Regions from separate parts of the Mus musculus genome. Here all the other regions are linked to region 1. Evidence: chromatin contacts called from public ChIA-PET, HiChIP or PLAC-seq and promoter capture Hi-C data. All regions are on one chromosome and are shown on one strand. Each heading gives the region's core, a stretch centred on a gene start, on an enhancer-like site or on the middle of the called end of the contact. The rest is flanking DNA. Distances are from core to core; before and after follow the strand shown.

Region 1 (3,839 bases), core at 917-3,416:
CCCCCGCCTCCCAAAGAAACTGGGAGAAAATAAGCCGGGCGTGGTGGCTCACGCCTTTAATCCCAGCACTCGGGAGGCAGAGGCAGGCGGATTTCTGAGTTTGAGGCCAGCCTGGTCTACAAAGTGAGTTCCAGGGCAGCCAGGGCTACACAAAGAAACCCTGTCTCGAAAAACAAAAAAAAAAAAAAGAAAAAAAAAGGAAAAAAAAAAAGACTGAAATTTAGCTCAGCTATAAAGAACTTCGTGTGTTCAATTCCCCCACACTGCTGAAATAAAGTAGGAAGGCTTTGGTTTTGTCGTTGTTGTTTTGTTTTTTGTTTTTCAACATATACAAAGGCTGACGTATACATATACATAGTGCATCAGTCTGCTACAACTATGAAAAGACCCAGGCCCTCTGTGTGAGATGCTCCCTCTTAAAGCTCATCGGGCTGCAAATTCAGACACAAATCTACAGATAACCAACCCACTTTTTATAGCTCTTCCTGCACTTTTAGAGTACTAGCTAGCTGTGTGGGGGAGTCACGGAGTGCGAGTAGAGGTCAGAGGACAACTGCAGGAGTCTCTTCGGTTCTTTCTCCTTCTTCCATGTGGGTCCTGGGGAATCAAACTCCCGTCTGAGCACAGTGCCAAGGGCCCTTACTGGCTGAGTCATCTCATCAGCCCTTAGCTTTCCTTTTTGAAACTAAGAATCCTTCCTGGCTTCCATAAGGTAAAGGGAAATGCACATGCCAGATGTCCAAGGGTGTCCATGTAGAATGCCAAGACAACAAACAACCTAATAACTCCACTCCCATCTAAGGAGAGGGAAACACGACAGTCACCAACCAGCCTGACTTGGTCTGTGGCAACGCACACCCTTCAGGGAGGAGGAACTTGGCTGGGTGTCCTGCTGTCTTGGACTTTGAAGTCCACTCGAGTAACCCCGGAACTCCACCTTCCCATACGTGGCTAGTGGGCTGCGAGGACTAGTTGACCTTCTGACAGCACCATCACCCCACTGGTGTTTACGATGGTACCAAGCAATGACGGTGTCAGTCAACTCTGCGCCTAAGAAATCATCCTTCAAGTATCCAGATCGCCAATCTGGGCCAGGCAACTACCATTCCTGCCAATAAGCTCCCCTCAGTCTAGGCTGCGGCCCCTGGAAAGGAGAAACACTTAACGCCTCATCCCAATCCGGGCGTCCAACTCACTAGATGGCCCCTTTCTAGGAACCCGCTCCTTAACCTTATTAAAGCTTTGGGTGTGGCATTCTGATCAGGAGTGGGGAGGCTTCGTTTTGAAGCGGAGTTTTCCAAAGGAAACCTATATAACCAGCACTTAGATATGTGTCTATCTGGAGCAAGGGATACTGTGATTGTCCCTTCCGGTCTCTGGGACTCAGTTTCCCCATTTGCAACAGAAAATGACAAGGACAGCTGTCCTGAAGTTTGGAGGGTCAGGGAGAATCAAGGGGATGGCAGTCCACTGGGGTAAGGAGAGGAGGAACCTCGGACTACTGCGGACCTTAAAGACCCTGGTGTGTTCTCAGGGACCCGGAGGGGCGGAAGGCAGCGCGCGGGCTACTCACGGGTCTCCGCGGTCAGGCCCCCGGCCGCGGCAGTAGATGGGGTTGAGCTCGTCCTGCGGAAAGGCGTGCGCCATGTAGTTGTCATAGCCGAAGACGAACATGCCCCGCGCCAGGTCGCGCATCTGGGCACGCAGCTGCGGCGGGAAGGCGCCGCTGTAGCGCCGCTCGTACTCGTCCGGGCCGCAGCCACCGCCGCCCAGGGCATAGCCCCAGTGCGCCGGGCCGCACACGCCCGGTCCCGGCGTCGGTCCCGGCTCTGGCGGGGTCTCAAGCCGCCCCTCCGTTCCGCGCCTTGGCCGATGAAGCCAGGCCGGGCCTCCGGGCGGACCAACTGGCCCCGAGCCGTCGGGGTCCCTCAAGCGCTGGAAGCCGAAGCTGAGCGGAAACCGCTGGTAGAAGCCCATGCTGGGCCCCAGCCCGAAGACCAACCAGAGCACCGCGTGGAGGCCGAGGCGCAGCAGCACCAGCCCCAGGACAAGCGCTCGCCATTGCATGGTCGCGCGTCCGCCGCGGGCATTATTTTGAAGCGCCGGGCGCGTCCCCAGCCGACCGCCTCCCCGCGCGTCCGCCGGGAGCCCGCTCACTTCCCCTTTAAGGAACTCCCTCGTGACGCACCAGGAACTGGTCCATTGTCCCCCGCCCCGCGGACGGGACCGGCCCGCCTGGCCCCGCGTTCGCCCGCCGGCCGCCGGGGATTGGCCTCCACCGGCCCGGCCTCGAGGGGCGCGGCCGGGGACTCCCTCCGGCTCTATAGGCCGCCCGGACTGCAAGGCCCCGCCCTGCCACTGGGCCACGCCCCCTGGGCGGTTCCGAGTCTGGTCTAGCTGGCGTGGCGAGCCTAGGTCGCTCTGGCTTTTGGGGAAAGAACTTCCAGCCAATAGGAGCGCGGCACGGGAGCTCCGGGAGCCGGACACAGACATGGCCTCTGACCCGCCCTAGCCCGGGTAAATGGTGTCCCTGAACAGAAGATGGATGGGAGAAAGCCCGTCCAGGTATGGAGTAGTAGGTGTGAGAAAGGTAAGGGCCAGGGCCTTTAGGCAAAGGAAGTACTTACGAATATCTAGGAAAGGTTTTTAACTTGGTGGGAGTGGGACTCCCTGGTCCAGACCGCACGAAATGTCCAGATTTTTTGTTTTGTTATTGGAACGCCTTAACTTGGAAAAAAAAAATTCATAATACTTCTAAAATACTCCAAGATCACATCCAATCCCAACAAGGCGGGAGGGGGAACTAACACCAGATCATTTTCATCAGAACCATTTAAACATCTTTTCCTGACAGTCCTATCATCTCATCGCAGTGCTAGGCAGAGGCGACCTTGGAAATGTAGGGCAGATTGGGGGTTTAATCCCATCCAAGTGCTAATTCCTATAATTAAGGTTACTGATTTCGTTTTTTAAGGGCTGTGGCTTTCAACACTTGGAGCGCCTGTAAAAGTTTTGCCTTTCCTAAGATTATACCCTGTGTCTATCAAACTTGCAAAACATAAAAATAAAAAAGTAAAAAAAAAAAAAAAAAATAGGGGAAGTAACGAAATCAGTAATGCCTGTCACCAACCTGAAGGCAATGACAGGGAGGACTTAGGTAAATCCTGGACCATTCTCCTTCCATTTTGGGGTCAGAATTGTCCCTGCAATGTGATAGGGTACAACAGAGCAGCCAGCAACAATTTAAGTTCTTTGGGTTGGGAGAGCTTATTTTGTGAGATACAAAGGCCTGAGCAGTATACAAAAAAAAAGGGGGGAGGGGGAAGAAGTTACTGGACTGGATAAACTTGTATAAGACCAACTGATTCCAGTCCTTGACACGGAACTACTAGTTTCTGCCTCCCTGAAGCTAACACAAACTGAAAATGGACATTAAAGCTATGCTTTGTTTCCTCCATAAGCTACTTCTGTGCAAATTTTAGCTGAAATGTAGCTTGCACTCTGGTCAGCTGTCAGCCACTGATGACAGCAACTGTTCTCACATTACAGAAAAGCCCTAATTTTAAAAGACGAGTCTAATAACCATAGAAAACCAGCTAGTTTATGAAAAATGCTTTTCATGGCACAACTGACAATAAGTGCCAATAGAACAGGTTTTCAGAACGCTAGCATGTATTCCTATTTTATCTTCATTAAAAAAAAAAAACTAAAGATGAAGTATCTGTGACTGTCCCTTTAGACTAGGATTTCTCAGATTGAATGTAGCTGATGAAATTGAGACAACTCTATCTAATCAGAATATTCAGCCTTAAATATAAAAACAAATTCTAAGACAGGAT
Region 2 (3,839 bases), core at 394-2,893, 500 kb after region 1:
TGGAGATTGCAAAGCCCTCTCTATTCATATAAGAGCTTCCATTCAATGCCCTGTAATTAAGAGGAAGTGAAGATCTGTGTGCATCCTCCAACGTTCAGGAGTATAGTCTGCTCCATCGCTTACATTTTGAATAATTTGGGGGAAATTATCTACATATTTAAGTTTCTTATCTCCACAGGGAATAGCCACAAGAGCTAGATCACAAGTTAACTTTCAAAATGAAATCAGCTACTTCACTTGAAGGCCTCTGAACACATCCTAACACAGTGATGAGTCAATTAAATACCATTGCTGTGAAACAGTGGGCAGGCAAACGGCACAGTCACGCAACACCGAGATGCGGGGAGGCCATGCTGCCCTAAAAAGCAAGCCAGTGTCACACGAAAACAGCAGGGACAGGTTTCACAAATATTATTTTACTTTGAGTGAAAGGTCACAAGGCAGTGATAACAAAATGAGTCTGTTGACACAGAGTGGCCCCATTTATATGAAATTCCTGACAATATCAAAACAGTGGTCACCTCTGTTGGGGAGTGGGATGCTGGTGCTTGGAGAGATCAGATGCGTTTTAGGGAAAGAGTAATTTTCGGTATATTCAAGCATGGGAATGAAATGAGTAGGTAAAATTTAATCAGTGATACATTTAACGTCTGTACATATATATGTGTACATAGATGGACGTATATATACATACATGTATTTAAAAAGACCTCAAACAATGAATTTCTTTTTATGGTTCCATGAAAAGGAAGATCTTGCTGATAAGGAAAAGGAAGAAGAAAAACAAAATTTCCCTTCAAGAAAAAGGTCAAAAGTGTCTGATTTCTATCACTAGAAAAATATGCTTTGTTTGGTCAGGGTTCAGGGTTGGGAGTGGGAAGGGGAGGGGAAAGCGAGAGAGATGACATCACCAACTTCCCCTATGGCTTCAGTCTTCTGTGTCACCAACACAGACTCACTCAGGCAATGCAGTTTTTCAGGCCTGATCCCTTTTGGCCCAGGGGGCCTGCAACAGAGCACAGGACGGCTTTCCTGGGTTGCCGATTCTACCCCAACAGCTGGAATTGGAAGCAACTTGAAAATGTCCTCTCAAACCAAATAACACAATGTCTGGAAATGACATCACGTTAATCAAGTCCATGAAGCAAGGTGCTGGCTCGTCACTGCTGAAGGTCGGCGCTGCACGTCCGACCGTTCTCCAGTCTCCAGGTTTTACTCTTTGTTCAATAGAAAGTCTTAAAAACCACCTTTGAAATTTATTTTCAAGCTTACACTTTTTAACCAAACCCAAAGAATTCACTTGGTTCAAGGAGGTTTTGGCTTGTTTGTTTGTTTTGTTTTGAAGCTGTAATTCAACATAAAGGGAATGAGAGAAGGTTGTGGGGGGAAAAAAAGGAATGCTGGATGGATCTATCCAATAAAAAGAATCTAACACATGGACACATGGAGAGTCGGGGGTAGAGCGAGAAAAGTCACATTTGTGACACAAACAACACTGTAGGCTTTGGGGTGAAAACTCTTGCTATATTGAACTCATTTCACCTCTCAGAGTCAAAAGCAAAGAGATCTCACTGCACCAGGCCTGGTGTTTCAAAACCTGCAGCCTTAGCCACGCCAGCTTATAGCCACCAAAGGGCTTTGGAAGGCTTAAGGCAGCCTGGCATGAAAGGAGTTACATAAGTTACCAGGCTGGTCCTTCCCAGAGTCTCCTGGAAAAGTACACTTTTTTTTCACTACACAAAAGGAAAGTAGGCTGTTTCTGCCCCACGATGTGATGTGCCTTTCACTTAAAGTCAGTAAAACCTGGTTGCAGGCACCATGGGAAGCCTGAAGAGTGTCTGCATCACGGGGACACGGGGACACAAAAGCAAGCCGAGATGCGAAAGCCATCTAGCGAAGCCCTCGGCGGAGCTTGGCAGGTACAGGCCGCTGGCAGGGAAGGAAGATCACTGTGTACACAAAGAAAGAAGCCAGAGGAGTCAGTTGCTCGGGAGCCAGGCCCGTAGCCCCACAGATGATTTCCTCATCTGTGCAGTGGGTACGGACTGGAAATAGAAAAGGAACCAACAGCCGAGCAGAGCTGCCGCAGACGGCTTTGCCTCAGTTCTCCACAGGAAGAGAACAAGGATGCCTGCCCATGTATACTTTGCTATCCCTTTCTTTCCTGCTTGCTACTTAGAGAGACGATGAGAACCTAACCTGGACCACCCCAGGACTGTGCTCCACCCAGCACTCCGAGACAGCTCCTGTCAGGTGGGTGTGGGGCCATGCCCTCACCATTCAGAAAAGATCATTTTTAATCAGCACTCAAACTCATCAGCCTCACTGAGATATTTAAAGACAAACAGATCACTGGACTTTGTTCATTATCTATTTCGTCATTCTTTCTTCCCATCTCACTGTTTTCTTCTCCCAAGCAACCCCTTCCTAATTTCGTGTCACGTGGACAGATAGATTGAAATACGGATCCTACACATAAAGAAAACATGATTTTGCTTATCGCACCAACCTGCAGATAGACCCACCCCTTTTCCTGCGACGTACTGCACTCTCACTAGTATGTGCACCGCTCTTTCTCTATCTGTTCATCTAGGGTTGAGCCTCTATGCTGGTTCCGTATCTGATCCACTGTAACCAGCACATCACAATCCATGTCCCCAAGCATCTTGGTGGCGTGCTGGCTTAGATCCCTTTAGGTATGCACCCAGGAGTGGAAGAGCTGAATCACCGGGTAGTCCTATTTTTAGCTCTTGAAGGAACCTCTAGACTGATTTCCATAGCGATTGCTGCAGAAGTTACATTCCCACCAGTTGTAAATAAGGGCTCCTTTCCCCCACATCCTCACCAACATTTGTCATTTGCTTTCTTGATCGACATTCTGACCAGGGTGAGGTGGAATCCAAATCTAGTTTAAATGTAGTTTTCCCTTCTGGCTATGAAGGTTGAACTTTTTGATGTACAGCTGTTAACTCTTCATGTCTTCCTTCGATGCCTGTTCAATTCATTTGCCCATTTATTGACTGAATGATGATTTTTCAAGGACTTAAACTTTTTACTTTGTTATATATTCTAGGTATTGATCTCCAACTGTACGTGTCACGTGCATAGCTCGCAAAGATTTTCTCGCAGCCTGTACGCTCGTCTCTTGACTCTATCACTTCTTCTACTGTGCCAAAGCTGTCTAATTCCATGCAATCCCATTTGTCAATACTTGGGATAATCTCCCGAACTACTGGAGTCACTTCGAGAAATGTCTTGCCTCTACTTATAACTTCAAGTGTTCCCCTCTGACGGTTTTAGAGTTTCTGATGTTATATTAAGGTTGTTGGTTCATTTTGAACTGAAGGGTGAGAGACAGGGACCTAGTTTCATTTTCCTACATGTAGATATGCAGTTTGCACAGTACCACATTTGATATTTGCACGTATTTATACCTACCCTCAGTGAACCTAACCCTAACTCTATGCCTAGCTAAACAGAAACTATTACATTGGGGCTCACTTTACAGACATCCAGTGTCTGCCCTGAAGATGAAAACTGTTTTCTTACTTTCTTTCATGACCTATGCTTCATGTGCTTACACATTATTTTTAGCCTAGCAAACACAGCCCACTACTAAAGCACTTTTCAAAAATTCAAAATATCTGCCAAGAAGAATGACTGTCAAAATTCTCCTACCACAAAGGTTTAGTACAGTCCTGCCTCAGATGTTGGGGCCTAATCACAAAGTCTCAAGAAGATGCTACAAATGATTCTAACATACAAATGGTGTGCTTTGAAGAACAGAGTTGCTCAATGCTATATGTATTTTGGGCACCATTAATAATCCCTTAGAGGTG
Region 3 (3,839 bases), core at 652-3,151, 420 kb after region 1:
CCCTCCCCAAACCAATGGAACCATTTCCTATCTTCACGGATGCTTCAAAACACTGGAAACAGAGGGAGTGTTCCCCACTGCCTGTATCTAACGTTGAAAAGAGCTGGAACGCTTTGAAGGATGGGCTAGAGAGCAACCATTTTTCTCTTAATGGGAACATATAAGGCACACGAAAAGAATCAGTAGCTAGCCAATAATATCCTAACAGTTTATTAAGTGGGAGACCCTGGGAGAAATGTACAATATAAAAAAGCAGGGGACATGGTTCACGCTTATCTGTTAGAAAGTCTGTGCCCTGACTGACCTATCTAAAACCGAAAGGGATACACAGGATTTTAGGTACACTTTGACTCAGGAGGCCATTCCCAAGAGGCACGATTGGGTCTGGGAAGGGACTAGGCTGCCTCTTCTCCAGATATCACACAAGCATCGGCTCTCTCCTCTATTTTTGTTTCCTCGAATTTCCCGGGACTGATGCGGGGCCTCGTGTAGACTAGGTGAGCTCTCTACCGCTGAGCTGGCTTCCCGCTGTCTCCATGTCACTCCTGCTGAGACTACTGAGCCTTGTAGCTTCTCTGACCAAGTGTCAAGCTGCCCATGAAGCCAACAGCTTCCTTAAATCAAAACCAATTAACTTGTGGGTTAAGGACTTACACAGACATTTTGGCCTGAACAGCGTATTTCATCTTTATGAATTGCTGTCGAGTCTGAAGAAAGCATAGGGCCATCCAGGCATTCTCTCAGCCTAATCGCTCCCAACACACACACACACACACACACATCAACACCCACACGCAGGCACACTCATGTAATACCTGTCAGCTGAGACTGTAACAGAACAGGAATAAGGCAGGGCCTAAAAAAACCAAGGCAAGGAGTCCTCACAAATACAGCCTCTGCTTGCCCTAAGTTATAACATGGAGGAGATGTTCATCTTCTGGTCACTATGAAAGCTCTCTTTCCCATAAATCCTATCCTTTCCCAAGGACATCGTTTCTGAGAAGTGTGCTTGTTGCTTGCCAGGATCTGGGGCTCTAGTTCAGTCACAAGACTTCTCATCTGAGTGGGAAAGCTTATTCCTGTGAAGAGAACTCATGGAAGGTATAGAGAGGAAGAGGTCAGAAGACTGATTTAAGGAGATGTAGACGTAAAAGAGGAAAAGTGCTCAGGCAAGGGAAGGCTAGACAAAGGCTGGATAACGGGCAGTTGCAGGATAGTAACAATATATAGAGATTTACCAACTAGTTCAAACCTAGTAGAAGAAAGAAATCTGGTTTCTATGGCAACAGGAAGCCAATTCCCCTGACAATGCTGTACCCCAAAACATGTACAGTGATAGTACCACTTAAACTTTTTTCCTTTGGAAAGAGCTGAGGTGTAGTTCAGGGCTAGAGTGCTTGCCTAATATGGGATAGGCCAAGGTTCAATAACTAGCATTGCAGAACGCAAGGATGGGGAGGGATAAACAAGTGCCTTTTAGACTGGCCTTGAGATAAGAGTCTTGGGGGTTGGGAAGCAAAGAGGGAAAAGAGAAGCAGCCACTTCATAGAGAGATGCAAACAGTGCACCACTTGCGGGAAAGGGTGCTCTTTGGGATCTTAGGGGTGCTTCACAGGAAGAAAATTTCCACGTAGCAAAATGCATCTGCTGGAGTAAACAAACTCGTGCTATGAATGAGGGACTTCCCAGGGTCTTGATAGTCTTGATGGATAGTCACTTGCCAAGAGCCGTCTGGCTTTGATCTACGGAATCTTGTTTTTCAAGGATTTACTGTTTCTCACTGTGCTGGCTTGGCAAAGACAGAGGCCAAGGAGTCAAGAGCTCGGCTCTGGGTCTGGCTTTGCAGCTTCCTTCCTTGGGAGAGCTGCGGCTCGGCTCGGTAAACAGCAGGCCACTCATTTTCATCCCGCCACATCCAGACGGATTGGCTGCCTTACCTACGTCAGAGAGCACCCGGATGCAGCTCTCCACCGAGGCTTTTTGGCTCGGCATCAGCCAGTTGCAGTGGTAAACTCGGAACACGCCTTGCAGGAGTTGCACAAAGACAGGCTGGCGGGTCTATAAGAGAGAGAGGCGAGGTGAAGAAGGCTGCAGAACACAGATGGCCTGGCTAGAAACAGAGGCTGTCTGGAACCCTCCACATCTTAGTGGGAGGATTCCAGAAGGGTCAAGGACTGGATTCCAGAATGTGTCTGCTTTGGTGTAGATGTTGACTATCCCCTAAAGAGCTATGTATTAAAGGGACTGGTCTTCAGACTGGTACCATAGGAAGGAGGTGGGACCTAGGAAGAGGTCCTTCGGGCATCCAAAGGACAGGGGGTGGGACATTGCCCTCCTCCTTGCTATTGTTGCTTTCTTTTTATGATTGGTTGAACATGTCTACCCCATCAGACACTCCTGCCATGATATGCTGCCTCACCGCAAAGCTTTGGGGAAAAAAAAATTAATCTTTTTTTGTTTGTAACTAAATTAGTCTGTTTTTTTTTCATCATATCAACAGAAAGCTGAAGAACACAGTGCCTAGATGGTGAGAGAAGCTCAGGAGCATTTTAAAGCAATAAAATAGTATCACCGACTTCATGTTACTTATTTTAGATGCATTTTAAACTTGATATTATCTAATGAATTCTGATCACCAGAGTGAGCAGGGAAATCAAACGCTCCAAAGCAGTAAAGCCACGCAACTACGAACCAGATGAATTAACCCAGGTCAGCGATTTCACCCTGGTGTGAGTGGCCCCCAGCATGTTAGATGTACCACAGTCACTTAGACCAAACTCTCCTTGAAGCACCATGTCCCAAGAAAAGCTCTGACCTCATGATTCTGCTGCTGCTGCAGCGTCCCAACAGCTGCACTACAGGTGCAAACCACCATCCTGAGCTAGCATCTGTATGTCCAATACTTTGTTTGCTTATTTAATTTACTTATTGTTTAACTGTATGCATTCATGTGTGTCATGGGGAGTCAGTTCTGTCCTTCTAGCATGGGAGTTCCAGGGATCAAACACAGGCCTACTAGGCATGCTAGCAAGTGCCTTTATACTTGAGCCATTTCACTGGCCCTAGACACTATATATTTTTTTTTTTTTTTTTTGGCTTTTTCAAGACAGGGTTTCTCTATAGCCCTGGCTGTCCTGTAGACACTATATTTTTAATTCACAAAAATGGAATGCCAGATGGATGTCAGCAGGGACGTCACCTCTATCCTTATTTATGACAGTCTCTTTGATGGTACAAAGACAACCCAGCTGTAATGGGTAGTGACAATAAATATCCATTTAACCCAGAGCACGGGCACAAGCCAATTGCTTTCTATGAGAAGACCTCTCTTTGGCCTCATGAGAAGAACTAAGTTTGCACTCCTTTTAAAGTAAGAGCATGCATACAGCTAGTGAATTAGATACTGACTTTCTGAATGCTTTTTAAAGTAGGGATTTCTTATCTCTATTCATGTGACATTTTTCTCTTTGGACATGCCAGGCAAAGGTGTATGGTGAGCTGCACCAGTCATCTGTTTGGGGCAGATAACTCATTCGGCTGCACTAAAGTGCATCGGAAAGGAGTAAAGAAAGAGGCGGTGAGAAATCTAAAGGGATTTCCATGGTGAGAGGGAACCAAGGCAAGTGCTAGAGGAGAAAGAGAGCCTGTTTTAAGAAAATGAAACAGAGGAATAGAATTTTCAGTTCCCCCCTACAAATGCGGTTCATGTATCTTCCCATTGTTGGGTGCGTGATACAAGCCAGATGTGTCATGCATGATCTCATTTGGACCTGGATAATAACTATGTGACATGGAAGTTACCTTTGTGTTCTAGTATAAGACAAAGGCTGGGCAAGGAT
Region 4 (3,839 bases), core at 709-3,208, 400 kb after region 1:
ACTGGTGGATTACCATGGACAAGTGAGAGCACTGGCTGGCGCCATGTGACGAGGCCCTCTGGGAAGCCTTTTTGGTCACCAGAGTACCGCTTTGGGCTTCCACCTCCTCACGTGTCCGCAGAAACTGGAGCATTATCGTGATTCCGTCCAGCTGACATATCAAATAACGAAAGGTCTACTGACAGTAAACTTTACTTTTAAGCATCTAACGGCCAAGTTCTACTTGATTTTGGACATGGCAGAGACCTGGCCAAATGAGGATATAATTAGAACACCAAGCAACATCCTACACCTTCTTCATCTCCATCAGCACTTCCTTCCCCAGTGAAGGAAGTCACGGTTTCTTAGGGGATAAGCTGCTTTTAAGGAAGTAAGCTGCAATTCTGATAAGCATAAAAGCAAAGTATGCATGTCCCAAGAATAGCTATGTAAATAGAAGATATGATGCCAATATAAGTGAAGAGTAGGCTTTGATAAATAAATTTAGTTCCTCAGAAGTAGTAGTTGTTTGTTGTTATTATTATTATTATTATTTACTTTACTTGAATGGTGATGTTCCAGTGAACATTTTAAGTAATAACATTTTAAGATCTATATATTCTAGGTCTTATTTCTCCCTCATCATACATGCTGCTGACATCTCTAATCACAGCTGGTCGGTGGATGATGAACACGTCTAGTTATGAATCTGAAAACTGAGTACTGCCCCAGACTGCTTCATCATATTGCCCCTTTGATTAAAAGTTTCCCCAGAACTCTCAAAGATGTTCAGCAAAACATAATTTCGTAGAAACAAAGATCCAAATGAGTAACAAACATTTAAGAATAACTTAAACAGTAACTCAAGTTTCTGAGCCCTCAATGTCCTTGTTGGATGAGGCCAATAATCAAGGTATTATAACTGTGATGTCAACCAAGTAACGTGATATGTGCATAGAAGATGCCTGTGGGCTTGCTTCATATAAACAAGGCACCCTATTTCTTATGGAGGGATGCACATCTGTTATCACTCTTTGAACTTCTTAAAGAAAAGATACCTATATATGTCCTAGGTTACTCCTGGTGCTTTCGAGTCAGCAACCCTCCCGACCCCGTCTCTCTCTCTCTATCCAGCCCTTTTATATGAGTCTATTATAGGACCAGCACACAGTATGGCTGTGAATAGGCTTTGCTTTCTTCTGCCCTTAACCGGAATCCCTCTCTGGCCTCTGAGCATCCACCATTTTCTCTTCAATATAATGTCCACTTATGGACCATCTTGGCAGTAGTTGGACACAAGTCAAGACATGTATGATAGGCTCATATATCAGTACATCAAAAATAATTTATCATTTCTGGTTCCCTAAATCAGCACTCCGTTGCTTCTCAATCTACTTATAACCCTGGGAAAAGGAAACAAAACAAGAGTGAATGGGCTAGCAAGTCAGGGTCCATCTTTTATCAGACTTTGAAACCTCTTCATTGAGAGAAAAGAAATCTTTAAAAAAAAAAACCCAAACCAAAGATGGAAGGTTTTTTTTTTTTCTGAATTTAAATGGACAATTTTAAATATTCACATCTACAAATACAATTCTCATTTTAACTGCATTTGCTTTTAGAAATAAGGATAAGTTAAAAATTAAATGGCTCCACCCATGAACTTTGATGCATATCTTACAGAGAGGATTCATCAGAACTCAGTAGTGTGGTCCGTTAGTTAAAAAATGCAAACTGGCATGACGCAACTACACAACTTCAGTCATTCTGGAATAATCTCAGAAACAATAACAAAGAGAGTCCAAAGATTTGAAAAGGCCCTCAGCAGACTCCGCAGTGGCTTCTGTGTGCTGACAGCAGAGCTTGCTCTGTGGTTGCCAGTGTCTAACAGTAAACAGTCCTGCTGCACTTATTGGCAATTACTGCTGAAGGTCGCACATCAGCAGTGAGCTTAAATTCCAGGAAAAAAAGAAAGGGCTTATGTAACGGCTGCCTGAGGGTTGGCAGGTTCCCAACTCAGCAGTTTGCAGCAATGTAAGAAAGTAGGACGCCTCCACCGGGTCGGACGTCATGAGCGCGCCCCCTGAAGGTGAAAACTAGCAATTCCTAAGCGGCTGTCTGCACCCCTACCCCCACTCCCACCCTTCACATCCTGAATATTACAGACATTTTTGTCTGTGGCATCACTAGCTTGTAGGGGAGAGAAGTTTAGGTCACAATAAATAAAATCAGGCTACAGCTACTCTGGGTGACAAGGATATCTGTTGTGTTGTTTTGTTTTTTTTTTTCAATACAGGAAAGCAAAGTTGCAGTTGCCTGCTGTCACCAGGGTGACAGTAATTCAGTGAGGATGTCATATTAAGTGAAGAGGAATGGGCATGTCTGTTGAACTACAGCACACACTTTTAAAACACACAACTTAGTATCAAGGACAAAAATGAGGAAACCTAGATGGCCCACCCCATCATCCACTACTGCTGCCTAAACCCCAAGTATGTTCTTAAAAGGCATGGCACTTCCTAGTTTAGAAAAGTAGGTCCTGCCTTGAGGTTCCCCACTGCATTCTTGCCTGACCTCTGAAGTGACTACTTGCCCTTCTGACATATCGAGAAAGCCCCAGATAACATTTCCCCACAATTCCATGTATTTCTATCATGCTGCATGACAGGCTGGGGTAACTTTTCCATTAATTTGTATGGTCTCTAGCAGAGTCTCCAGCACGGCAGATACTATGTTTTTGGAGGCACATTGTATCAAACCCTTAACATAGTACCTGGAACCTAACAGATGCTTCCAGTGATAGAAATCAGGATCTTTAACATCAGCTGATGTCCATTTATGGCCAGTGAGGGAGCTTTCTGTATCTTGATCTTTATCTGCGGCTCCCTCTGTATAGTTACCCCTGGCAACTGTCAGAACCATAGGATACCAATACTCTGTGGCCCTGGCCCTTCTGATAACTGACTGGCCTTTGTCATCAGTCCAAGATTTTGGGGGGATGTATAGTCCCAAGCACACAAATGTAGCAATCCATGAAGCTTCACACACACAGTGCAGGTAGTTTTTCTATCCCCACCCCACCCTCACCCCCGCATCCACCCCTAGTTTGTTTCTCCTATCTCCAGTGAACAAGATCAAGTCGGGGTAAAGATAGAGACTGCCTCTCTTGCCAAGAAGCAAACACAAACACCGACACCCTCCTGTTCCTGGTGTCAATTAAAATTTTATTCTAGAGGGCAGCTGGGAAGAGCCTGTACATGCATGCTCTTTATGAGAAGTTTGTGCCTCTACCCTTACTTTAGCGTCTTGCCCAAAGTCCTGATGTTCATGCAGGAGGTCTTTCCCTCTCTCCCAAGTTGTTTGCAGCCATCTATTCCCCGAGATACTCAACTGTCCTTATCGTCATCAAAAGGCAGTGGCTCTTCCGCAATGAGAAATTGGAGGGACCATGCATGCTTACTATTTGCCCCACTGCCACCACCATGATCACTCGGGACAGAAGCCTTCAGTGTTAGGTGTGAGGCTCGTCCCTACCCAGATCCTTTGCTGTCAGGAGCTCTCATTAAACTTCTGTAGAAGCACAGCTGTGGACTACAGCTTCCCCAAGAACACACTGGTAGAAGGTTGCGGGGGGGGGGCGGGGGGGGATTGTACCACAGGGAGCTGTGATAGTTTCCAGAATGGGCTGATAATAAAGGCCAATCAGTCACCTCTGAGAAGAGGGCCAGAGCCAATAGCCTGAGGGACCAGGGACAGGGTGTTGGTGTCCCTGGGTTCTGACGGTTGCCAGGGGTAACTACGCAGAGGGGAGCCACAGTTGCTTCCTCAGGGAATTTTCAAAGAATCTAAGCGCCTGCCAGAAC
Region 5 (3,839 bases), core at 971-3,470, 370 kb after region 1:
AGCTGAGCAGTCACCTCATGCTGCTGCCCGCCCTGCACTCCGTTGCTGCCACACTGGCCTCCTCAGCCATGCCAACACACCCCGCTCCGGGGCCAGGATACCCTTGCTCTTAACCCCATTCCATCTGGAAGGTCTCAGCATCCATGTCTCCTCCGCGAGTGCCCTTCCCATCCTCAAGGAGCAATTCCTTGCTTCCGGTCTCACTCTCCCAGTTTTGCTCAGGTTCCCTAGCCGGCTCACCCACTGGATGGCATACCATTGAAGTCCCTGCCCCAACCCGCACAAGCATTTTGTCCAGTGCCTAGTATTTATTGTCTTAATGAATAAATAACAACCCTAAGGGAGGCACAGTTCCAAAAACCTTAATTCTGGGAATGTGAAAGCTCAAAGTCCCGCTAAATGGGGAAGTGTCCCACCTTGGGGGCGGCTGAAGGGAGGTGTGGAGCTGGCACTTAGCAGGCTTTTGCTTCTAACTCTGGGACAGGTTCAGCCTGGCTGGGGATCTTTAATCTGCCCAGTTAACTGTTAACCAATAGGGCCTCAGAGACACAGCTGCCTGCATCATTAACTTGGGAGCAGGAAGGGCCATCCTTTGTGGGCCCTCCACCTTAGAAGCTGGCTGTCTCCCCAGGCTCCACAGCTACAAACTCCAGGCTCGACAGTCTGTGGGGTCATGTTGCAAGAACATTAATAAAGCCACATTTCTCAAACACCAGCTGCTGAGGGTGACTCCACCACACCTTCCTTCAATTACAGTCCCTCCCCCCCCCCCCACACACACATTTTAAAGTCTTGGATTTTTGGAACAGTTGCGGAAGAATACACATGGCTTACAGAACCACAGGCTTGAGTGTCTGAACCACGCTGATGAAGCAAGCTCAAAATGCAAGCGTAGGGTACTGGTAAAACGCGGAGGGCTACTTTTCCAAGGGATCTTAGTGGACCTTGAGAAATCTAAGTGTGGGCAGGCTCTGAAGTGGCAAGTGGCGCTAAGATATAGAGCGGCGGTCAGCTGTGAACACCAAGAACGTTCTCAGAACTGAGGGCTCCAGATTTGTGTCTGAGGTGACTGAATTGCTTCATATTCAGGATCAAGCTGCTGCCTAGCCCAGTAAAAACCACTGTAGGTAGGGCTTGCCCAGCACAAGCGCAGCAGTAGAGCACTTGCCCTGGGTTCTACATCCAACACCAGGGAGAAAGAGAAAAAAGTCTCAACCACGAAGTTCACTCTCTTGGAAGGTTTCCAAAGGGAAAGTCCCTCAAGTTACTCAGAGGGAAAAAAAAATTACCTACTCAGTCTGGAATCTGGGATGTTTTATGCAGATGTCTGCCGCTCTAGTTAATGAAGGGAAGTCAGCCGGCCTTTGATTATTCAAACAGCTACCTCCAGTAAGGATTGCACAACTCGTAAGCAATGAAGGGGTGGGCTTGACTTTTTAAATTTTTTTTTAACTTTAAAAATCTTAAGCCTGTTTTGCTGGAACTGTCCCCCCCCCCACCCCCACCCCCAACCCACCCCCACCCCCCCCCGCTGGAGTTTTTCATCTCAACTTATTCTTTTGTACTTGTTAAAAGCTTCCGCTCTGCTGAGAGTGTGGACACAAAGTCAGCACAGAAACCTGGGTGGCTTCCCTCAGAAGCCGAGGTGCAGGGAGCAGGGAGCTCTCCCTGGCAGCCACAGGGCTCTCAGCCCTTCCTTCCTTCCTTGCTATGTATCAGAGTCAGGGAGGGAGGGTGTGTGTGTGTGTGTACACGAGCTCTCACACACATGCACTGTTCTCGAGACAGATGGAGGATCAAACCCAGTTTCACCCGTGCCAAGTACACACTGTCCCACTTAGCTAATTCCCTAGCACATGACTTTTTCTATTTTTTTTAAAATGTGTGTTAATCCAACCTGTAACTTTCAGGTAACAGGGGTCATCATTGTGGGACAAACTTCCCTTGTTTTCCTTTTATAAAGTGTGACTCTATTTCATAATAATATGGCTAGAGGGGACAGATGTCATTCAGTTTAGGGCAAGAGCAGAGACCAGGATGTAGGGAAACACAAACAACCGCTCTCCTCCGGGGCAAACTGCTGTGCTAGGAGCAACGGAATCCACCTGGTTCCGGAGCAATCTAGCAGGAGACAGAAAGCTTCCATCCCGCCACAGGGAGGCTAAGCCCGGGCAATGGAGGGAGTGGTTACGAAAAATCACGGGAAAATAGACAGGGGAGGGTGGGAAAGGAGCACCTTAGGAAAAACTCTTCTGAGGCCCTGGGGCTACACAATGGGGGTGTTTGTGGAAGGGAGGGAAAATATTCCTGTTTCCTGAGGCAGCTCCAAGAAATCACGAGTGGGCGTGAGAAACAAGGAAGCGCATGGATTAAAAAGAAAGAAAAGAAAAGAAGGGGGTGGGGAGTCAGGGAAGGAGAGAGCAGGATCCTTGAGAAACAGGGGAATTAAAAAACACCATGGCAACAATGCGGCCCACCTACTACCCCTGGCCGCCCACCCACAGCCTGATTCTTTACTGACGCATTTTGAGAACAAGCTGGTTCCTACCAGCTCAGGAAGGTGAGCAAACCCAGAGCTCATTAAATCCCAGCTCTGCGACTCTTGCCTGCCTGCAGATAGTGAGCAAGGAGGACATAAATAGAAGTTATGTAACAGCGCTTTGTTGATTCCTGTGCTCACCAAAAACATGCGGCATGACCTGGTTTTTCTTTAAAGTTCGCCTTGGCCTGCAGGTTGCCGACTCTAAGGCAGTGAGGAACCATCTTAATGTTTAAACAGCAGGATACAGACTTCCGAGTTAAAAGGAACTCAGGCCAAAGCTAGGAATCCTTGGGGCAAGTTATCTCTGGATATTTAAAAAAAACAAACAAACAAACAAACAAAAAAAAAACCAAGAATAACAACAACAACAAAAAACCAACAAACAACACAATAGTAACAAAAACGGGTGAAAAATCTTGAGATTTCCTCTTAGGACCTTTCCTGATGAAAACTGAAAAACTTGAGGGTAAACGCCCACAGCAGAGCCTCAGGAGAGTGGCTCCTGTGGGTTTTACAGGGAGATGACAGAATGAACAAAGAAATAGAATAGAAAAGAAAGCAAGCATGAGTGCCCCTCGGTATGGTGGAGGAGGAGGTTTATTGTAGATAAAAAGGAGAGAGAGCCCAGAGTTAGAGTATGCAGGCACATCTGGGAGAGTCCAGAGTAGATGTGACTAGACGGAGAGGCACTATTTGAGGAAGGGGGGAGGGGGAAGAGAGGAGATCCATGTGCATCATCCACAAGACCCAAACAGACACCAAGAGCAGGCAACCAAAAAGGCCCAGCCCCTGGACTGGAGAAATTTAAGCTAGGGGGTGGGGTGTGCCAGCCAAGAGGGCCCTGTAACAGGTAAGGATTGAGGGACAGGACAGGCCCGCTTTGACATGTTACATAGCCACCCCAACCATTCGTCCCAGGTTTGAAACCCAACATCTAGTAGCAGAGATCAAGATTTCCAGCTAAGGGCTGGGTTCTAACTACCTTTCAGACACAGGCAGCTGTCTCTCTTTTCCTTAACAGGCAGGACAGTAAGAATCCAGGAGGCTACAAAGGCCTCCCACAAACAAGATGACACCAACAAGCTTTGCTCTGCCAAACCAACAGGCCCTAAAGCCTGGCCTGTTTTGGCCAGGCCCTCCAGTGGCTGAGTCCTGCCTGGGCTCAGTCATAGTCTCTCCTAGGCTTCCTTCTAAGGAGCTGTGCTTACAGGATGCGCCCCTGAGCCAGAAGACTTCTTACTTAACCTGTTGATGCTGTCAGACTGTTTCAAACACTGTTACCATGGAAACTTCCCTA
Region 6 (3,839 bases), core at 952-3,451, 300 kb after region 1:
CCACTACCTGAGAGAGGATTAACAAAGAGTTCACAGCGGTGAGAAAGAGTCAGCCAGTCAGCGTGGGGCTTAAGGGTTGTCAGAGCAGACATTCTCCTGTCTGATTGTCACTGGGTGAAGCGCAGGGCCTGAGTCACCTGGGTGTGGAAGCTGGTCCGCCTGGTGGTTCTGATGGCTCCTCTCCCTTCTTGCTCTTAGACTCCTCTCTCCCCCAACCAGATCTGGCCACCAAGGACTATGCTTCGGTGTCTCAAGTGTAAGTGGTGGTAGAGGTGTTTATCATATATGTCAGATAAATTCTTTACCAGAGCTGTACACTCCCTGCCCTACTTCTGTCATATGGACACTCTCTAGCACTTGAGGTGGTCACCTGGGAGCCAGGCTGGCTATGCACAGCTTTGAGCATTAAACCCCATCTAACCACAAAGCTCAAGGCCTGCTGATTTATGCATTAGCCAGCCAGCATTACCCAGGAGATCCTCTTTCCGGCTCTCCTTCCTACCCCCCCCCCCCCATGGGGCCTTTTCTGCCTTTTTAAAAAGTGATTAATTCCACACCACTAGGGAGATGAAGCAGCCAGATGACAAAGGCTGCAGGCTCCTGACCCCAGGGCTGTGTGCAGGTGCACAGACTGCCCCCCCCCACTTGCAAGGGAACCTAGATGTGTGGGTGGGGCCACTTGAGGCTGAACTGGGGCCCAGCAGCTCTGGTCCAGCTGTGTGACCCTGCAGAGGCTGCTTTACCCGGCTGAGTTCTCATTGGTGAAGTGTTTATATTCTGCTAGGTATAGGATGGGCGAGATGCTGCACCGGAGGGTGATTAATGATAACCTAGGACAGGCAACCGCTATCCAATCAGCCCTGCTGTTGCCAGTGTACTCTAGCCGCTGTTCAGGTCACCTGGGGAAACACATTCTCCTTAGCCACTGCTGGGTCCTAGGTGACCCCAATGTTTGGCTTACCGCACCAGGACAAGTATTTTACATATCAAAGCAGATCTGGCCTTCAGGTTCTCCCAGCATCCTTCAGTCCTAATTTGGCACACCCAGCTGGCAACCTTGAATTTTCCAGCTGAGCTGCCTTTCCCCCAGAGGTTCTTCCTATATAATCCAGATATTTTGTTCTCGTGTTCTCTCTCTCTCTCTCTCTCTCTCTCTCTCTCTCTCTCTCTCTCTCTCTCTCTCTCTCTCTCCTTCTCCCTCTCCCTCTCTCCCTCCCTCTCCCTCCCTCCCCCTCCCCCTCTTGGGGCCGGTGAACTCACCTGAGAGCAGCTTCCCCATAACCCTGCGTACATGATCTAATCTGGTTTGAAATGGCTCATTTCATCGGCAGGATAGAAATAACCTGTCTATCACATGCTACCATGGAGGAGAGGCACTCAGAATAGCCCAGGATATTCTATCCAGTCACCCTACTGTCTATGAAGTTCACTCAGAAACACTTCTGGGGGGGGGGTATCTAAGATTATGAGGTGGAATTTCAAGATACATAAGTGAATCTGTGTTTAGTTAGGAAAAGAAATTCATCATTCATTTTTTAAACAAAACACCTTTCCTTTTAATGTTTTTTTTTTTTTTTTTTTTTTTTTTTTTGTGCTTCTAACATTCAAGAATTCAGTCTTCTCCCTTGAATACAGCAGAAAAAAGGGCAACTGTATCTTTCTGGGAATCATATATTTTGTCTCTTACCTCTAATGTCCCCACTTATGTAGTATTTACATCCTCCTGGGCAGAAAATTCATAGTGAATTCCTACCCAATAGTATCACCTTAACCTTACACAAGCACAAATCCTCAGTTTGGTGGGCACAGAACAAAGCCACTGGTGTAGAAATTATATAAAAGGGCATGCATATAACTGTGGAAACACATATGGAGATCCAGATTAACAAAACTCCTTAGGCTACTACCATGACTGGAGTTCCTATGAGAAAAGGCAGCCCTATCTATCTATCTATCTATCTATCTATCTATCTATCTATCTATCTATCTATCTATCTATCTATTTCTATGCTGCCAGGGGCTATATGAGGTCACAGCAGTCATAGCTTGCCTATGACAAAGATGACATCATTTCTATATATTAAGCTGCATATGTATTATAGGGGGCAGGGAACAGAAGAAAGCAAGTTTCTCCAGACTTCTGAGTCACAGCACTACTTACCATTGGGGTTGCAACCGAAGGTCAGGTCTACTAGTGAACCGAGAGTAACCCCACAACTCTAAGACCATTTCTCTGAATTGACAGAAACACCACTGATACTAGAGAAAGGGGAAGATACTGTTTTGTTTTGTTTTTTTTCCACATAGGAAGCTATTAAAATCAAGATGGCTTGGTGACCGGTGACCATTAGCTGGCAGCCAAGGTACCTCCCACAGGGATGGGACTACAAGGAAGCTCCCTTTGGCTCTTCTGTCACCATGTGGCCTTCCGTCTGCTGGCTGCTGTGCTTAGGCTTGCCCACCAGCTGTTGCCCTCCACACCCTCCTGCCACACTCTGGGTCTTATCTGTCTAGTCCCAGATGGGTGTGTGAGGTAGCATGAACCTGAATTTGTATAAGTCCCAGATGGTCAATGGGTTACCGATGTCCTATGACTTGCTGGGGATTACATGCCTATGAAAGAGCAGAGCTGGCACTCAGACCAGGATCTTCTGTCCCCACACCCTGTCTTTGGGTAGGAATGGGCTCTGTGGGAAAATCAACTGATGAAACAAGACAAGGGATGACCAAAAGGAGAGAGATGAGGATGCAGGTCATGTTGTACTTAAGTGAAATTTAACTTGTGGGCAAATGGCTGGGAATTTCTCAACTACAAGATAGTTTCCTTTGTTTCCCCCTAGGGATAGCAGAAAAGCACAACTGTCCTCGATGGAGAGGAAGAACCTTGTTACCTTGACTGTGGGCCATTTCTTGACTGAACTAGGGAAGGTGATACGGCTAACCTATTGAGCCTGTCCTCAAACTCCTGCAATCTTGTCTCCACATCCTGAGGGCTTGCATTACAGGTCTGAGCCACCACATACCTGGCTGTCACGTTTTTTTATACAGGTTGGCCATTACCATAAAGGACATATGCCTTTGGGATGTGAATGCAGGCAAAGGGGTCTTATGCTCAGAACTTAGGCAACTCCCCATCATCCCCATCCATGGCCAGTAGGCTCTCTTCCTAAACCACCAGTCAGACGCTAGCTTTGGGAGTGGAGGCCCATATTCTAGGCCTGATGCCTCTGCCTGAAAGGTGCTGTCCAGAAAGCTCTTTTACCTTCTGAGTAGCCACCGGAGGCTTCCCACTTGGTCTCCTGCATGGCCTGCAGCAGTGACTGAACAGATGCAGACGCTCCGGAATCTTAACTGACAGACTAAGGAGAGCATCAGGCGAATGCTGTCCTTCCTCAGGGTCGCATGCCACTAAAGAGCCTTTGTCAAAGACATGAAGTGTCTAGGAGGGGTGAGCACTGCTGGCCTTTAGCTTCCATCCCTGATGGCTGTCCCCTTTCTGTCCTTTACCTGCAGTGACAGCAGTCTCCAAGGCTTGTCTTGCCACACAGCCTAGTTTCCTGCCCAGAATCAGTGAGTAGGAGAGGTTTGGGAGGTCTCTTCCTGACAGTAACAGCTGCCACATAGCATGAGCTCATGGTTGTTACAACACAGGCATGTGACCTACAGCAGTGCAGCTGAGTGTGCCTAGGAGCCTGACAGCCCTGAGTGGTGAGGCTGAACCACACTCAGGTCCTCTACTGCTATGGCTAAGTTTCTGTCAGGGATTCATGTGGCACCAAGTTGAATCACCACTAAAAAGATCACAGGCAAAAGGCTCTGCCTTTTGGCCAGTGGCTCTA
Region 7 (3,839 bases), core at 539-3,038, 280 kb after region 1:
AGTACAAGACAAACATCATAAATGCTCTGTGATAGGAGCCTGATCACCGGGGAGTGGGACCAACAAATCCAATGATTAGTGATCCTTCCTTTCATGGGGAAAATGCCAAGTTAAAGGTGCCCACACTAAACAGAGCATTCTGGACCGTGTCATGCCAAGTGCCTTTGACATCCTGGTGCCACTCAGTCACTGAGGAGAATTCTGTATGAAGTTCCCTCTGTTATTTGTTTGACTGATTTCTCTTGAGATATAAACAATTGTTTATTTTCTAAAATCAGGTTAGCATTTCCTGATTTAATCTGGCAACCAAATGAGTTTTTAGCTATAGTTTTACTCAGTCCCAATGGGGAGAAAAGTCTAACACTGGAATCGTTCTCAAGCCACAAGGAAATGACAAATGAAAGCCACCAGCCAGTCACTGCATAGGATTCTGCATCGTTTATTAAATATTTTTAGGTATGCATTTACAAACTTGACTTGCTTCGGAACTCTGCATACGGTTCAGTTTTTAAACTTTTGTGCAGAGACGGTCTAGTAAAGCGAGACCCAGGTACAAAACAAGGCGACAGAGAGAAAACACTTCCTGTGATACTTTGCACCCATCCAGAAAAGAAATCATGTGACAAAGAAATAAAACCCAAACGTGGCTCTTTCAGAAGAACGCCATTGTCAGTGTTCAGCTACGTACCCTAGGGGCAGCTATGCATCCTAAGGGGACAGCTCCTACTTTGTCGTATATGAATGTATATATGTATATACGCATAATAACTTCTTACCTACTGCATCATGGTTCAGAGGAAGAAAATCTAGAAACCATCAGCTAACTCATTTGACTATAACGTGACATCAAAATTCACCCGGGAGATGACACTGACTGGTCAGCAATATGCTGTTATTCCAAACGTCATGTAAAAAGTTCCCTTTAAAAAATTAATTCATCAACTCCTTTCAAGCTAAAGTGTGAGCCTCTAACATGGCTCTCTTAAAGAAACACTTTAAATGATTAATTTTGAAGCTTAAAATTATCCTTGAAACTAAAGTTGCTTTTCTCAAAATGAATGCTGTTTGAATGGTTCACAGACCTGGAGTTATCACTAGGATACAGGGGCACTAATGCCATTAGCAACGAGAAACAGCATCACCATAGGATAATTACAAGGTACAAAATTGCCCAGGGGCCAGAAACTCGCTATTAATATAATTTTGGCAGCAGCAGCAGCATTTGATATTTAACCATTTATTACACGAGTATCAACAAATCAGCTTCAAAGATGTGTACTCCCTTAGGACACTCAGGAGTTACAAAGTTATGGTGATTGCATAATTTGTATTGCACAGTTTTATAAAAAACATAAATACTGGCTATTCTAGTTTTAAATACAAAATACATGTCATATACTTTTAAATCTATAATCTGGTTCAAGTGCAAATCAGGTACTTTCTGTAGTCCTTCCAAAAAAGGCATTTTTAATATTTTTGGCAGGAGTGACAAGTCACCATGCCAACAGAGCTAATTACAATACGAAAGTCCAAACCTCTGAGAATAGCAATCATATACATACAATACAAAACTGAGTATTTACAAATGTACTAAGCGCACATGTACCCTTAGTGGGCAAATCAGAACCAATGAGCCGTACCCACCCTGACAGTGATATACAGAGGGCTGAGCAGAGTCCCTCTGCCTCATTTGCCTAGGCCGGCTGCTGTGGGTTGACATTCATGTGAGGAGGATGTCCTAGAAGGCCGATTCTTTGTTTCTGCTTCCTCTGTTCTGTCATCTGGAAAGTTAAAAAGTTTCATCATTACACTCAGACACTTCCTGTGCGTCAGGTCACACACTGAACCATAGGTTTACCTCTGTGGTTATGGGTTATACTGAAACCCACTTTCTACAAATAGTGTACTGTCACACACACACACACATACACACACACACACACACACACCCCTTCCACAAGGGCATCTTCCTCCGCAGATGGGGAATTCTGTGGCCTCATCATGCAGGGTGACATTCAGTTTTAGTATATGTGCTGCCGAAGCGAGCACAGCAGGGTGACATTCACAAGTACTGCTTGCTGCTTGTTTCATAGAGAAACAAAAGACAGGTGAAGCATAGCTTCTAGATCAGTTCCAAACGCCATTTCCAAGTGATGTCAAGACTCATTGGAAAATGGCAGCTCGCTATGATTATGTTATGTTATGTCACATTATCTGCAAAAAGCAGTGTTTTTAGAATCCCTGGGTCTGAGACTTTGTGCCCACACTCTTCAAGGGGTCTTGGGTTTCCTCTGCTCAGTGATTCTGCGAGGTTAGAAAAAAAGTTACCTGCTTCTTCTAGGAAAGATGACAGACAGGTCCTCACCCCTGCAAGGTGCAGGGTAACTAAACGGCTATATAAACAGTGCTCTGGCCACCAGTGCTGTGAACAGGGACTTGATTTTGGGTCACATGAGGTGAGAACATTTCTCAGTGTGGGTTCCCATGAAGAAAGTACACTCTCAGCCCAGAGCAAGAGGTTGGTTTTCTTCTGGCTGCTGGGCTGAGTTCTCACTTTGGGTCTCTAGCTCTCTCCTGGGTATTTTACGACTCAGTTCTCTGCAATAGACTTTTCTCAGCATTCTCAGGACTACTTCTGAACTTGAGGCTCATAAGTTAACTAAGATAAGAGACTATATGAATACATTAGATGAAGTTATGTGCCAATAGCATAAGGTTTAGGGTAGAACAGTAAAAACCTAAAGACTTTAAACTCAGACAGCCATTTAAGTCAATGTAAAATGTTATTTAACTTCTGTCACTTTGTGCATTAGTCCAAGTAATGAATGTAATTTCCGTCTGGAGGGTAGAAAGCTGAGGACCTATCGAAATGAGATGGGACGTATGAAAATGGGAGAGCCCAGAGTCAAAGCCAGGGTGCCTGGGTTTCAGTTCCTGCCTGCACTGATTGCTGGTTCATACCTAGCTCAGTTACTCTGGCTCAGGTTTAAAGTGGTTATATTTTGCTTTCTCAGAGCAGAGCACTTTACTGTTTAAACCAAGAGATACTATTTTTATGCTCAAATGGAAACACTTTCTTTATTATAATTTAGACAAAAAGATGTACAAAGATTGAACACCTCTACTTGGAAGTTTTAAATAAAGGTTTTTGTTAGGAACTGAATGAAGATATTCTAGCCAGCCTTCAAAGTTTACATTCCCAGGTTCATCTGAGGAAGGAGATGTTCACATGGCGCATGGATGCACTCATTGTTACATTAACATGTCAGTTCCATGCTCATCTGAATGGTTGACAGTTCAGATAGGGCAGCTCAGGTAGTTTGGATAGGTTGCTCACATAAACTGCTGTCTAGACAGGCAGTCTTGTGGGGAATCCACTCATATCTTGATAATCTCGAGTATTTAAATGGGTTTAGAAAATCTTGGCATACTCACCCTTTAAGAAAGGGTACTTTCCTAAAACATCCATATGGAACTGCTAAGGCCATGCAGCTCAAAACTGGCCCATACAACTTTCTCAGAAATACTTCAGTAACTGCTGGTACCAGAGAGAATCTTTTTTATACACTGGCCTCTTCTCTGCTCAGTAAGTCCCTCACTCTATCTTTGTCTTAAACTCACAACCTGTAAAGCTTTCTGCTTTTTAACAAGTGAGGACCCAGATGTAGCTCTCTCTTGTGAGACTAGGCCGGGGCCTAGCAAACACAGAAGTGGATGCTCACAGTCAGCTAATGGATGGATCACAGGGCCCCCAATGGAGGAGCTAGAGAAAGTAGCCAAGGAGCTAAAGGGATCTGCAACCCTATAGGTGGAACAACATTATGACGTAACCAGTACCC

Evidence for each region. Promoter capture Hi-C pulls out the DNA fragments that hold promoters and counts their contacts. ChIA-PET counts read pairs in DNA pulled down with a chosen protein or histone mark. HiChIP or PLAC-seq counts read pairs in DNA pulled down with a chosen protein or histone mark.
Region 2: a promoter capture Hi-C map of the HPC-7 cell line shows a contact between it and region 1. The contact joins the enhancer-like site here to the promoter of Edem1 in region 1. A contact is called at or near these places in 5 of 39 promoter capture datasets (the C10 cell line, the HPC-7 cell line, liver and 2 more), 2 of 115 datasets of contacts at active chromatin or transcription factors (bone marrow-derived macrophages and effector CD8 T cells) and 1 of 9 other capture datasets (adipose tissue).
Region 3: a contact with region 1 is called in a promoter capture Hi-C map of embryonic stem cells. The contact joins the enhancer-like site here to the promoter of Edem1 in region 1. A contact is called at or near these places in 9 of 39 promoter capture datasets (the 3T3-L1 cell line, the C10 cell line, HPC-7-derived erythroid cells and 5 more), 8 of 484 Hi-C or Micro-C datasets (3T3-L1-derived adipocytes, the N1E-115 cell line, Sertoli cells and 5 more), 3 of 115 datasets of contacts at active chromatin or transcription factors (bone marrow-derived dendritic cells, embryonic stem cells and large pre-B cells) and 3 of 9 other capture datasets (adipose tissue, liver and macrophages).
Region 4: a contact with region 1 is called in a promoter capture Hi-C map of liver. The contact joins the enhancer-like site here to the promoter of Edem1 in region 1. A contact is called at or near these places in 6 of 39 promoter capture datasets (the 3T3-L1 cell line, the C10 cell line, HPC-7-derived erythroid cells and 2 more), 5 of 484 Hi-C or Micro-C datasets (the N1E-115 cell line, cardiomyocytes, differentiating embryonic stem cells and 2 more), 1 of 115 datasets of contacts at active chromatin or transcription factors (pancreatic cancer cells) and 4 of 9 other capture datasets (adipose tissue, embryonic stem cells, liver and 1 more).
Region 5: a promoter capture Hi-C map of liver shows a contact between it and region 1. The contact joins the enhancer-like site here to the promoter of Edem1 in region 1. A contact is called at or near these places in 2 of 39 promoter capture datasets (embryonic stem cells and liver), 3 of 484 Hi-C or Micro-C datasets (all in embryonic stem cells), 3 of 115 datasets of contacts at active chromatin or transcription factors (embryonic stem cells, memory CD8 T cells and pancreatic cancer cells) and 1 of 9 other capture datasets (liver).
Region 6: a contact with region 1 is called in an H3K4me3 HiChIP or PLAC-seq map of bone marrow-derived macrophages, with 3 times the contacts expected there. The contact joins the enhancer-like site here to the promoter of Edem1 in region 1. A contact is called at or near these places in 3 of 39 promoter capture datasets (the C10 cell line, liver and pre-B cells), 5 of 484 Hi-C or Micro-C datasets (CD4 T cells, the G1E-ER4 cell line, embryonic stem cells and 2 more) and 3 of 115 datasets of contacts at active chromatin or transcription factors (bone marrow-derived macrophages, effector CD8 T cells and pancreatic cancer cells).
Region 7: a contact with region 1 is called in an RNA polymerase II ChIA-PET map of effector CD8 T cells, with 16 read pairs. The contact joins the enhancer-like site here to the promoter of Edem1 in region 1. A contact is called at or near these places in 8 of 484 Hi-C or Micro-C datasets (B cells, CD4 T cells, the N1E-115 cell line and 3 more), 5 of 115 datasets of contacts at active chromatin or transcription factors (CD8 T cells, bone marrow-derived macrophages, effector CD8 T cells and 2 more) and 1 of 9 other capture datasets (macrophages).

What each region holds. Positions count from the first base shown.
Region 1 is chr6:108,826,968-108,830,806 of GRCm38.p6, reverse strand. Edem1 (ER degradation enhancer, mannosidase alpha-like 1) reads right to left here and starts at 2,166. Exons shown (of 12, transcript NM_138677.2): 1 at 1,574-2,166. The coding sequence starts at 2,067. It overlaps Gm35417 (a long non-coding RNA gene), which reads left to right and starts at 2,531. Exons shown (of 2, transcript XR_377956.4): 1 at 2,531-2,590.
Region 2 is chr6:108,324,900-108,328,738 of GRCm38.p6, reverse strand. All of the region lies in intron 4 of Itpr1 (inositol 1,4,5-trisphosphate receptor 1), which reads right to left. Among named protein-coding and RNA genes, the nearest start is that of Itpr1, 110 kb to the right of the region's middle. Within about 2 kb of position 1,643, at least 83 of the 459 cell types and tissues checked have an H3K27ac peak or open chromatin away from gene starts, as enhancers often do. A contact at or near this core is called in the HPC-7 cell line, adipose tissue, bone marrow-derived macrophages and 1 more, where this site is marked.
Region 3 is chr6:108,409,028-108,412,866 of GRCm38.p6, reverse strand. It overlaps Itpr1 (inositol 1,4,5-trisphosphate receptor 1), which reads right to left. Exons shown (of 62, transcript NM_010585.5): 36 at 1,938-2,058. Among named protein-coding and RNA genes, the nearest start is that of Gm35165, 62 kb to the left of the region's middle. Within about 2 kb of position 1,901, at least 17 of the 459 cell types and tissues checked have an H3K27ac peak or open chromatin away from gene starts, as enhancers often do. A contact at or near this core is called in embryonic stem cells, where this site is marked.
Region 4 is chr6:108,425,105-108,428,943 of GRCm38.p6, reverse strand. The region is part of intron 40 of Itpr1 (inositol 1,4,5-trisphosphate receptor 1); the gene reads right to left. Among named protein-coding and RNA genes, the nearest start is that of Gm35165, 46 kb to the left of the region's middle. Within about 2 kb of position 1,958, at least 158 of the 459 cell types and tissues checked have an H3K27ac peak or open chromatin away from gene starts, as enhancers often do. A contact at or near this core is called in the N1E-115 cell line, adipose tissue, liver and 1 more, where this site is marked.
Region 5 is chr6:108,455,127-108,458,965 of GRCm38.p6, reverse strand. All of the region lies in intron 44 of Itpr1 (inositol 1,4,5-trisphosphate receptor 1), which reads right to left. All of the region lies in intron 3 of Gm35165 (a long non-coding RNA gene), which reads left to right. Among named protein-coding and RNA genes, the nearest start is that of Gm35165, 16 kb to the left of the region's middle. Within about 2 kb of position 2,220, at least 206 of the 459 cell types and tissues checked have an H3K27ac peak or open chromatin away from gene starts, as enhancers often do. A contact at or near this core is called in embryonic stem cells, liver and pancreatic cancer cells, where this site is marked.
Region 6 is chr6:108,527,998-108,531,836 of GRCm38.p6, reverse strand. The region is part of intron 60 of Itpr1 (inositol 1,4,5-trisphosphate receptor 1); the gene reads right to left. Gm44040 (a long non-coding RNA gene) reads left to right here. Exons shown (of 2, transcript XR_003956493.1): 1 at 1-2,674; 2 at 2,841-3,839. Among named protein-coding and RNA genes, the nearest start is that of Gm44040, 5.8 kb to the left of the region's middle. Within about 2 kb of position 2,201, at least 79 of the 459 cell types and tissues checked have an H3K27ac peak or open chromatin away from gene starts, as enhancers often do. A contact at or near this core is called in bone marrow-derived macrophages, where this site is marked.
Region 7 is chr6:108,547,695-108,551,533 of GRCm38.p6, reverse strand. Itpr1 (inositol 1,4,5-trisphosphate receptor 1) reads right to left here. Exons shown (of 62, transcript NM_010585.5): 62 at 418-1,781. The coding sequence ends at 1,695. Among named protein-coding and RNA genes, the nearest start is that of Gm44040, 14 kb to the right of the region's middle. Within about 2 kb of position 1,788, at least 81 of the 459 cell types and tissues checked have an H3K27ac peak or open chromatin away from gene starts, as enhancers often do. A contact at or near this core is called in B cells, CD8 T cells, Th1 cells and 3 more, where this site is marked.